2 separate regions of the Macaca mulatta genome follow, and region 2 is linked to region 1. A link is a contact called in public Hi-C data. All regions are on one chromosome and are shown on one strand. Each heading gives the region's core, a stretch centred on a gene start, on an enhancer-like site or on the middle of the called end of the contact. The rest is flanking DNA. Distances are from core to core; before and after follow the strand shown.

The links. A called contact is a pair of places that touch in the nucleus more often than the background predicts.
Region 2: a Hi-C map of fetal cortex germinal zone shows a contact between it and region 1, with 3 times the contacts expected there. The contact joins the promoter of LOC106999240 here to the promoter of UBL7 in region 1. A contact is called at or near these places in 5 of 14 Hi-C or Micro-C datasets (blood, fetal cortex germinal zone, fibroblasts and 1 more).

Annotation. Positions count from the first base shown.
Region 1 is chr7:52,393,271-52,399,138 of T2T-MMU8v2.0, reverse strand. UBL7 (ubiquitin like 7) reads left to right here and starts at 3,698. Exons shown (of 11, transcript XM_015142714.3): 1 at 3,698-3,725; 2 at 5,697-5,868. The coding sequence starts at 5,726.
Region 2 is chr7:52,549,919-52,555,786 of T2T-MMU8v2.0, reverse strand. It overlaps LOC106999240, which reads left to right and starts at 2,975. Exons shown (of 7, transcript XR_013395771.1): 1 at 2,975-4,972; 2 at 5,111-5,205. All of the region lies in intron 1 of CLK3 (CDC like kinase 3), which reads right to left.

The DNA of each region.
Region 1 (5,868 bases), core at 2,449-4,948:
TATTTCTATCTCTATGGATAGAGATCTCCCTCTAGCTCCATCCACTAATGTGGCTTACAAGTAACAAACAATTCAGTAGCAATAAGCATCCCTAGTGCCCAGATTGTGGTCTTAATATACAGTTTCCCACAGAAAACAATATTAATTTCTTGAAGAAATGGTTAATTTTTTATGCCTAGGACAGGAAGTACAAGATTAGCCAGGAACTCTTGTCATGCTAGATAGCAGGGAGCTATCAAAAATCTCCGGGGTTATTCAAAAAGACTCAAGAATCAAGTTAAAGAGGAGGCTCCATTGTTATGGTACTGTATTAGTCTGTTCTTGCACTGCTATAAAGAACTACCTGAGACCAGGTAATTTATAAAGAAAAGGGGTTTAATTGACTCACAGTTCTGCAGGCTATACAGGAAGCATGGCTGGGGAAGCCTCAGGAAGCATACAATCGTGGCAGAAGGTGAAGGGGAAGCAAGTACATCAAGACAGAGAGGGCAAAGGGGGAAGTGCTACACACTTTTAAACAACCAGATCTCGTGAGAACTCACTATCATAAGAACAGCAAGGGGGAAGTCTGCCCCATGATCCAATCACCTCCCACCAGGCCCCTCCTCCAACACTGAGGACTACAATTCAACACGAGATGTGGGTGGGGACACAGAGCCAAACCATATCAGGTACCATGAATTTCAACATGAGAAAATACAAGTATATCGTAGAAAATGAGAATCAAGTTTCTTACTGTTGCAGAAGGGAGGTAAAATTATAGAGAAGAGGAAGACTAGAGGAAAATATGTGGTACTGGACCGGAATTTGAGTTACTGGTGTGAACTCTTTATATATATACATTTTATATATACATATATTTCAATATGTGTGTACACATATATGTTCACATATATATAGATCATACATATGTATATATAACATACACATCTATATGCACACATATTTAAATATATTTAATAGAAATATATTCATTTATTTGCTAAGTCTAGTCACTGAGATAGACTGGAAATAATGACATCTCAGTAACAATAAACACACCTAGCAGCCAGACTTGGCTTCTAAATACCATTCATTCTTCACTAAAAGGAACTAAGGCTCTTTGGAGAAATGACTGATATGATAGATGTGAAAATCTATGACATAACTTATGAAAATGGCAGAGAGATAATCAGCCTCTACCCAACTGGAATGGTTGATGAAAGGTGAATGAGATTATAAGTTACATGGTAGTATTGTATTTGTTAATTTCTTGATTTTGCTGGGTTATACTGTGGCTATGGCATAGAATACATCCTTGTTTTCAGGAAATAATGAAATACTTAGGGTAATGTCTGTAATTGGCTCTTAAACGGGTGGAAAAACAAAAGAACAATATGCATAGTGAGAGAGTGAGAGAGAAAGAATAATGAGGTAAATATAAACTATTAACAACTGAGGACTTTGGGTTAAGGGTATGAGGGCATTATTTTGTAATATTTTTGCAACTGTACTGTAAACTTGAAATTATTTCAAAGTAAAAAGTCTCAAGAATATTTGCGCACAAGGGAAATATTCAAGCTAAGTAAAGTATGTAGATTACTAAACAAATGTGCAGTGCAATCTAAATTTTGTTGAATACATATATTTAAAATTCAGTAAAATTATACTTTTAGAAGCATAAAACAAAAGTTAACAATTGTCATCTACTGGTGATAGAACAGCCATGCCCCTCTTAAAGGAAAAAGGCTAGCAGATATCAAGACCTACTCTAAAGTCGTAGAAATCAAGATGTGTGATACTGGCACAATGACAGAAAAATACACCCGTGGCACAGAATAGAGTAAAAAATTGACCCAGACATATATAGTCACCGGATTTATGACAAAGCTGCCACTGAAATTCAGTGGGAAGAAAATTTTTAAATAGTGCTGGATCAACTGTACACCCATATGGAAGAGAAGAATCTTGATGTCTAACTCCTATCATATACAAAGATTAATGTGAAATTAATCATAGACCTAAATGTGAAAGATAAAATAACACAGAAGAAAAACTAGGGTAATATCTTCACAACGAGGGCAGACAAAGATTTCTTATATAGGACACAAAAGGCACTAACCATCAAAACAAAATATCAGGCTGGGCGTGGTGGCTCCCGCCTGTAATCCCTGCACTTTGGGAGGCCAAGGCGGGTGGATCACCTGAGGTCACGAGTTTGAGACCAGCCTGGACAACGTGGTGAAACCCCGTCTCTACTAAAAATACAAAAATGAGCAGGGCGTGGTGGCAGGTGCCTGTAGTCCCAGCTCCCCGGGAGGCTGAGGCATGAGAATCGCTTGAACCCGGGAGGCAGAGGGTGCAGTGAGCCGAGATCAGCCACTACTGCACTCCAACCCAACCTGGGCGACAGAGTAAGATTCCGTCTCAAAAAAATTTTTTTTTAATGAGATTAAATTATACCATTAAGAGTAAAAAAAAAAAAATCATGAACTGAGGAAAGTATTCATAATATATAATTTTGATAAATTATGGAGCTCAGGTGCAAGTAACTTAGGAAAGGAAGGAGTCTAAAGATCTGGTTAGGAAGGATTACTGAAAGAGGGGGTGTATCTAAAAATGGGTAGGATGGGAAAGGGAGACTTTGGGAACACCCTTGGGTTCCTAATACGCCCACAACATACATGAAGATAAACTCCCTGAAGACAGTGAAAGCCATTTCAAAAACCCCCCACATAACTTATGAGAACAGAGGGGTGATCCGCCTTTAATGTTAGGCCTTCTCAGACCCTGCGATCTGTTTGCTCTCAGTAACATTACCCTGCTCAATTGCTGCCCTAATCCCAGGCCGTACATTGGAATGTGGGAATTCAGCGTTTACATTTGCCCACACAGGATCAGCCTTCAGTTGCTACAATCAACTTCAGTATTTTCATATAATCACTTCTTTCTTTCCTTAGTTCTTGAATTATAAATTCCTTGAGAAGAGTCCAATCAGAGGTAGTCTTTCTTCAGTATTTTTGGCAATCCTAATTTCTGTGCAAAAAAAGTTCTGTTCAATTTTAACCGTGCAGAACTTTCTCAGTTACCTAAAACACAGTTTCTCTATGAGCGTTCAGCGAAAATTCCCCTCCCCAAACTGATTCTATGAATGACTGTTAGATAAGCTTCACCACTGCATGTAGAGAGTGTACCAGGAACCCAAGTTAGTAGCTCTCCTCAAGGACCCAACTTTTGGAGGGCGTCATCGTCCGGTTCCCGGTATGCCTCCCCAGGTAGGCCCGCCGCAGGAAGTCAGCGGCGAGGAGCACAGAAGAGGCTGCCAGCACCAGCGGACAGCAGTTTTCATCGTGAGGGCCGTGGGAAACCCCTGGGATGTGTCTTAAGGGGCCTCTTGGGAACAGGTCCTTCTGGAGGGAAGGGTCGGAGTGGGAGGGGATTCAGGATCCGCCTTACGGCCGAGTGTCCAGCAGCGCGTTCCAACCTGGCAGAACCGACGTACTTCATAAGCTCCTCAGGGGAGCGCGAGAATCACCAGGCTGAAGAATGACTGGAAATGCGACCCTCTCCAACGAAAGCACCAAGTAGCCCGGGCGCCGGACATTTCAAAGAGCGCGGAAGCCACGCCCTCCCCTAGAACCGGAAGCTTTGCAACTAGGCTGTTTATAAGGAGGCGGGTTCCACAGCGGGAACTACAACTCCCAGAATGCAGCGCGGAATTTCCGGTTTCCGGCTAGAGGGCCAGAGTGAGTGTTTACACCGGCGGCAGTGCGGCCGGGTTCCTTCCGCGGGACGGGTGAGGGCGCTGGGTCCCTGGGCATCGCGGGCTCGATGTGTGTCAGCTAATTAGCTGGTCCCACTGGAGCGGTGAGGTCGCCACTGGATAGTGCCCCTGTCCCATTACTAGCGATCTGTGACCTTGGGCCAGTGACTTTACGGAGTCTTGGTTCCCTCATCCTTAAAATGTGGCTAATGCCTGCCGCAGGGAACCGTTGTGAGGATTAAGTGAGACATGGTATATAAAACGACCTCCTTCTGGCATAAACTTGAGGTGGAAGGTACCTTCAGGATGCTTTAAGGTCTGCTAGGCAGCTTCACAGCCTTTTCTCTCCTCTTCCCTACCAGAGGTCTCTTTGGAAGCAATAATGATGACTATAACAAGAACTTATCTTGCTTTGCAAGATTCTTCCGCCGTAAGAGTTTCTGATTTATTTTCTGGGGTCCATATATGTCAGGTATGAGGACAAGGATGAGGAAAACTTTAGTCTTTTGTTTCCAAGGGCCTTCAAGAATTGGGGTGGAGGAGGGAGCAGGCAGATATTTGTAGCCCTTTTGTTCTGAGGGGATGTGGGAACAACAGAGGAAAGAGAGGGGACTGAGGTTGTTGAATCTGTGTTGGTTTCGGTAGGAGTTTGCTAAGAGGCCAAAAAGGGAAGAGAAATTACTTGCAGAGTTAGATGAGCAGAGGTGTAAAATAGGGGAGAGCTTTGTTATGAGTGTGTACTTACATGTTGTGGAGGCCCCTGGCAGGGTAGGGCTCTGTTGGGGAAGGAGCCTGGTAGGGAGTTTTGTAAGCCAGGCGATGAAGTTTATACTTAATTTATATAGATGGTTTGGAGGCATTGGAAGATGTCTTTGTTGGGGGGAGGGGGAGGGAAGGCGGGGACGGAGTCTCTGTCGCCCAAGCTGGAGGGCAGTGGCGCTATCTCGATTCACTGCAACCTGGACTTACTGCAACCTGGACTCACTGCAACCTCCGCCTCCCGGATGCAAGCAGTTCGCCTGCCTCAGCCTCCCAAGTAGCTGAGATTGATTACAAGCGCCTGCCACCACGCCTGGCTAATTTTTTTCTATTATAGTAGAGACGTAGTTTAACCATGTTGGCCAGGCTGGTTTCGAACACCTGATCTTAAGTGATCCGTCCGCCTCGGCCTCCCAAAGTGCTAGGATTACACGTGTGAGCCACCGCCCCTGGCTTGCTTTTTTTTATTTTTATTTATTTATTTTTTGCGACAGAGTCTCATGTCACCCAGGCTGGAGTACAGTGAAGTGAGATCTTGGCTCACTGCAACCTCAGCCTTCCAAGTAGCTGGGACTACAGGTGTGCACTACTAATGCCCGGCTAATTTTTGTATTTTTAGTAGAGATGAGTTTCACCATGTTGGCCAGGCTCGTCTCAAACGCCTGAGCTCAGGCAATCCGCCTGTCTAGACCTCCCAAAGTGCTAGGATTACAGGCATGAGTCACTGCGCCCAGCCCAACATTGGAAGAGTTCTAAGCAAAGAAGTGACTTGATCAGATCTGTGTTTTAGAATGATAGGTTGTTAGGTGGCAGCACAGATATTTGATAGGGAGAGGCAAGAGTTAGGGAACTTGTTATAAAGCTGTTCTACTGGTTCAAGCAAGAGTTGAAGAAAATTGGGAAAAGGAGCATACAGAAGGGAGAGGGTTAGATGATCTCTTTCATAACATTCCTATTAGGTTGGATGGCGTTTTTATGTCCACATTAGGGATGAAGAAACTGAGGCCTAGAGAGCTGTCCATCACAGTATGAGTAGAGAGAGAACCCCAGATTCTAGTTCTGGCCTCCTGATGGTGCACCCTGTGCTTCTTCAACAGTGTCACATTGAATTGTCTTTTATTCAACCCTTTGGTGGGTGGGGGTGGAGTAGGGTGGTGGTCTGTCTTTTAACCACTGAGGCTTTGTTCTTTTACAGGGAGAAAGAGAGAGCGCGAAAGAGAGAGGATGTCTCTCTCAGACTGGCACTTGGCGGTGAAGCTGGCTGACCAGCCACTTGCTCCAAAGTCTATTCTTCGGTTGCCAGAGACAGAACTGGGAGAATACTCGCTTGGGGGCTATAGTATTTCATTTCTGAAGCAGCTTATTGC
Region 2 (5,868 bases), core at 1,726-4,225, 160 kb before region 1:
CTCCTGAGGGTCTACCCAAGGAGACGTGGACCCAGGGGGTCTGTCCAGCCCCTGCTGGCTCATCCTGGGTCTCAGCACTGGGTAGGATGCCAAGGTCCTCAGAGTATCCAACTTTCTTGCCAGAGGCCCATTTAGTACCCTTTTACACCACCACAGTGCCCTGCCAGGTGCCTTGCCTTTATCCTACAGTACCATTACTGTCCCTTCTTCTAGCTCTCCGGCTCTAGTATCCTACCCTACGCCTATCTCAGAATAGCCAGAGGGTTAGTCGTCTGGCAGGTAAAAGAGCCTTGCCTCACTATCCCTGTTCAATGAGGACTTATATCCACCACATGAAATTGCCAGGCTGGATCCGCCACCAGCGGAGAAAGCTGGCTATGTGAGGCCAGCAACCTGCTCCACCCATACATGAACCCGACTGCCTCCATGGAGCCAGTCTTCTTCCCAACACTCACACTTGGCCACAGCCAACCTCCAGTCATGGTCAGTCCTGAGCTTGCCTGGCCAAGCACATTTTGTACAAACCCACTGAGGCTGCCCCATCTCATCAGCAGGGTCCGTCAAGAGAAGATCAGCATAGAACAGCTCCCCATGCATGAGCAGGACAGTGAGGCCTATGTGACCACACCCCTGGGAGCCTCTCCGTGTCCCTAAGAAAGCCCTCCATCTCCCCACTAACATGTCTTCCCCCATTTACCTGGGAAGTCTTTGGAGATAAACATTTTGTAAAATCACCTCCCCAGAAGCTTAGATTTGTTGTTTTGGTAATCAGTTGACTAATGTTTCACTGTTTTCCTGCAATTACTCTGGGTCAGGTGCCCAAGTTATGGAATGAAAGCAGTAACTCACATCCCACTAATTGACCCAGAAGATGCTCCACTGGCCAGGGCACATATCATGCCATAAGGCAAGTATGATCCTGCCCATCCTCACTGGGCAGACAAACACCAGAACTGGAGGACATGGTCACGGTCACACCAGGTCAAAGACTCCCTCCTGGGACCTAGAAGATTCTTATGTCCATACATATTCACATCAATGGAGAGCACAATTTCAGAGTCTTATAGATGTCCATCTGATTCATGGCATGCTACTTCTAGCTGTGTGCCTTTGAACAAATTATTACACTACTCTGACCATCAGCTTCCTCTTGCATCAAGGGAATAGTAATCTCTTACAAGGTTCTATGAGGATAAAATATGTCTGTCCTGTAAGTGAAAGGCCTAGCACAGCTTTGTGCCCACAGAGGTACTAGTGGCAGCTTTTCATGAATCATTTAAAAGTTCCAGGTAACACTTCAGGGGTGTGTTAAATGCCTTACAGACATTTTATAAGTCCCTTCCAAGGAAACTGGGAGGAGAGAGCTCTGGCAGAAAACTCTAAACTAAATCCTAGTGCTGTCACATACCAGCTTCATGACCTTAGACAAGGCACTCTAGGCCTTGGTTAGCACGGCTGGAAAACGGAGATAACATTTCCCAGCCTGGCAAAAGAGCTGAGAAGTATGAGAGTTATAAGGTACCGCACACAAAGCAGTAATAAAGAGTATCCTTCCTTTAACACATTCTAGGCAAGTAAAATATTGGAAATAGCAGATATCATCCTCCCAGCCAGGGCTCTAGGGCCTATTTCTCAATTATTTCTGATTCTCTAAAACCTCAGCAAACAGCTTGTTTAAAAAGCAGCTAAAGGCCACAATTATGCTTTGGGAAGCTCTGCTCTGCACAATAAGGAAAATGGTGATGTGAAGGAAACCAAGCCAGGGATGTCAACTTTGAGTACAGGCCTTGTCGGCTTCTCATTTGCTGTTCCTGGCCAGAGAACTGGGCTGACTAGAAGTGCAGCCAGCCAGGTCAGCGGCTGCCCTCCCAGATTCCAGCCACCCCAGCACCCATGGTTATTTTTGGCTGGCACTGCCCTACCACTGCAACCTCAAACCTGCCACCTAGCAAGCCTCCACCACCAACGGGTGAAACGCTTCTTCTTTTCAAGGACATCAAGGAGGGAAGCTGGAAGGCCGCCAACTCCGCCTCTGCTGGGGGCCTGGTTCAGGCAATTTCCACCCCAGCTCCACATCAGGGCACCCACACCCGGAACTAAAGCTAGAGACTCCCAGCAGGACGGAGGAGCAGCCAGGGGATTTGTACTGTCAGCTTGGCCCAGCCCATCCCCCGGGCTGGAGCGGCTCCATCACCACAACAAAACACACAAGGGGGCCTGCGCTATAGTTCGCGTCCCTTCCTGCCGCGCCAGGTCCCAGGGGTCTCAGAGTCCCCTCTCCTGTAACCGCCACCAGTGGCGCCGAGGGGAATCCCGGGGGCAGAGGCAAAGCCGAACTGGGCCAGAATCAAACTCCAGGCCGCCAAGGGAGGAGTCGTCTGTGGACCAAGTCTGAAGCCAGGGGTAGGGGAGGTGTCTGAAGGGTCTCTGGCTATTCCACGTCGGACCCGACCCCATTCCGCGGGCAGGCACAAAGCCTAAACTGGACTCTTGAGCGGCCCCAGAGACCGTTCAGGCTCCGCCTTCAACACCGCGGAATCGAGGTCAGGGTCCGCAGTGACCGCCCTCCGGGGCAGAAGCAGCGGGTCAGGGGTGAGAGGTCGAGGCTGCGGCCCGAGGTGGGCCGAAGAGGAGAAAGAAAGGGAGTAAGCCGAGACCGAATGGCACCAGCGCGCCTGCCCCGCCGACTCACCCCCGGCCGCCGCCACCGCTGTCGCCGCCGCGGGCCCCAGCCCACACTTACCGTCTCCCAGGCTCCGGCTGCAGCTAGGCCCCACTCCCCGCTCCGAGCGCTTCTTCCGCTTCCGGCTGCGACCTCCGCCCGTGGCGGCCCCGCCCCCTCGCGTGACGCAGGCGTCGCGAGCCCCGGCTCGACCCGGCTCGGAGGCCTGGCCGCTCTAGCCCCCGACTCGAAGGCTCCGGGACACCAGCCCTCTCCGCTCCGGTGGGCGCCGCGGCCTCGGAGACTAGTTCCGGGAGGGTCGAGGGGACGGGCCCGGCCCGGCCCGCCTCCCGCCGTGTCGCGGCGCACGTAGGTTCCCCGACCTGACAGGTGCGCGGCCCGGGCCGGCTGGGCTCTCAGAGCCGAGACGTGGGGCCCCGACCCGGCCGCGGGGCTGGGCCCGCTCCGTCGCCCCGACCCCGCGTGGTCCGCCAACTCCCTTCTGCGCGCGGAGAGGACGGGCATTGTTCTCGGGGCCCCGGAGAGCGCGAGAGCGGCCTGAGGTCTGTGCGCTGGGGCTCGGGAAGGCGGACGCGACTCCGCTTGCGCGAAACGAGCGAACGACACATTGTCTTGGTGTGTGCGGGTTTTTCGAAAGCCGTGGTGGGGCTCCCAGCTAGCCAGTGCGTGCTGGGCAGTTGCTGGGAAGACACCCTAGTGCTACTCTGGCGGGGCCTGTCGGCGGGGCCGGGGTCTGGCGGGGAGGAGATCCCCTCTCCTTGAGCCCCCTCCGGTGGAGCAGCTTCCTGCCAGCCTGCGTGGCCTCTCCGTTAAGACTCCCCCTCCAGACAAAACCCCCGCCAGCCGCATCTCCGGGCCACTGGACAGCCCCGTTTGGCAGAGGCCTCGAGCGTGAGGTCACCAAAATCCCTGACACCTACTGTCCCGCGCCAGGTCGGGCAGGATTACGAGGCCCTACTTTGCAGATGAGAAAACTGAGGTGGGGCTCTTTTGAGAGACCTCACTGTGAGCGTGCGCGTCCCTCCCGGTCTGGGAGTGGCGTCCCCGGCCTCGCGAGCGTCGTGCAGCAGAGCGACAGGGCGTGGCGCCTAATTGTCCCCACGCCACGCGAGGGCTAGAAATCCTCAGTCGGGGCGGACCATCCCTCCAGGCACCGCCCCCTCTTCGGGACCGCTCCGCGGGGGCGCCAAGGGTTTCCCCACCACCGTGGGGCTCCCCACCGGCCGGCCAGCCGCTGCCCAGCCCATACCCACTCCCCCGCGGGGCTGGGCCCGCCCCTGACGCGGGACGCTGTCGCAGGGGGGCCCCCCTTCCAAGCTGCGACTGTGCTTCAAGTCCTTCGCCAGCGGCTCTCCCTGAAACGGGGGATCTCACAGCATGATTTGTAGGGGTGTTTAGTATCCCCCAAATCTCTGCCAGCTCCACCACGGCTACCGGAAGTAAACAATAGACGCTAATTCAAAACTAGGTCCCCTTCCAAAAAATTACAAAAATTAGCCGGACTTGGTGGCGCGTGCCTGTAGTTCCAGCCCCTTGCAGCGGACTGAAGCAGGAGGATCGCTTGATCTCAGGGGGTTGAGATTGCAATGAGCTGTGATCACACCACCGCACTCCAGCCTGGGCGACAGAGCGAGACCCTGTCTCAAAAAACAATTAAAAAATCTGCCAGGCACGGTTGTTCACGCCTGTAATCCCAGTACTTTGGGAGGCTGAAGTGGATGGATCACCTGAGGTCAGGAGTTCGAGACCAGCCCGGCCAACATGGCGAAACCCCATTTCTGCTAAAAATACAAAAATTAGCTGGACGTGGTGGCACGCGCCTGTAGTCCCAGCTGCTGGGGAGGCTGAGGTGGGAGAATCACTTGAACCCGGGGGGCAGAGATTGCAGTGAGCCGAGATCAGGCCACTTCACTGCGGCCTGGGCAAAACAGCGAAACTCCATCTCAAAAAAGAAAGTCAGGAGCCGCTTCGGTGTACAGGGGGTGACCCAGATCAGCTGCTGAGGTCCTGCCCCATAAGGTCCTACCTCAAAAGCTGAAGATTTTGAAAAATCCCAGGCTGTCTGAGATGCCATTCCTGCCTGGTCCCCATGGCCTCAGCCACACTAGCCAGGTTCCATCCCAGGGTTTCATCAGCTCAGATGAGGTGGGAGGCCTCTGTGGTGTCTCCTCCTCCCACCACTTAGTGTTGCCTGAGTTTCCATGGCTCCAGGATACCAGCCCTGAGGAATGGATGTTCTCAGAGAAGCTCCTGTCCCCAGCCCTGCCCTGAGCTCCAGGCTCTGATGGGGTAAGTTAGTCACCTTCCTACCAAACTGCCTACCATTAAGAATCCAGGAGTCCCTGCCTCCCAGTCACGAAGCAACTCTCTTTTTCTGAGGTGGAAAAGAAGCTATCTCCCAGCTCTCTCCCTCTCCACACTTTGCAGCCTGGAGGCCATCCTGCCTGGCATTCTACCCTTAGAGTTTCATTCTTTTGTGGCTTTCACAGCTTTCAGACACTTGGAGAAAGATGTGCCCCCAGGTGAGGTTTGGGTAACTCCTCCTCTCCCATCCCCACCCCAGAAGAGGCTTGCTGCACCTCCCCTGCCCCTCAGGCCCAAGCTCCTGTCTCAGTCCTCAGCCTCTGTGGAGGTGAGGACTGCAGCATATCTCAAGGGCACCTGGGGAGGTGCCGCTGCCCTGCATCCTCCCAAACCCCACAGCTCTTCTCACCCCTCTTGGTCTCCCTTTTGCCCCCCACCTCCACTTCCACTGAGCTTAGGGCTCAGCTCACTGCCTGCCAGGCCCAGCTGCTCTGATGCCCTCCTTGTCCTATTGTCCTTACTCTCTCCTCTGTCTGCCTCATCTGACTGTGACTTCTCTGGAGGCAGTTGATTCACCTCTGAGCCTTGGCCCCAGGGTCACCTCCCTGGAAAGCCTTCCTGGGGCTGCCCTGGCCTGCCCCCCTGCTCAGGACAATCTGGCCTGCATGTGCACTCCATTCTGTGGACCATGAGCCCCTCCCAGACCAAGCTGGGCACAGCTCAGGTTCTCACTAAGGGCAGGGGGCTGCCATGGAAAACCCATCACTACTGACTGGCAAGACAGTGCCTAGGCACAGTGGCATTGTGGGAACTGTGCCCAGTACGGGAGGTGGGGGCAGGGCCAGTCTTCATGGTCCATCTTAGAGAAGCCTTGTGTGGCA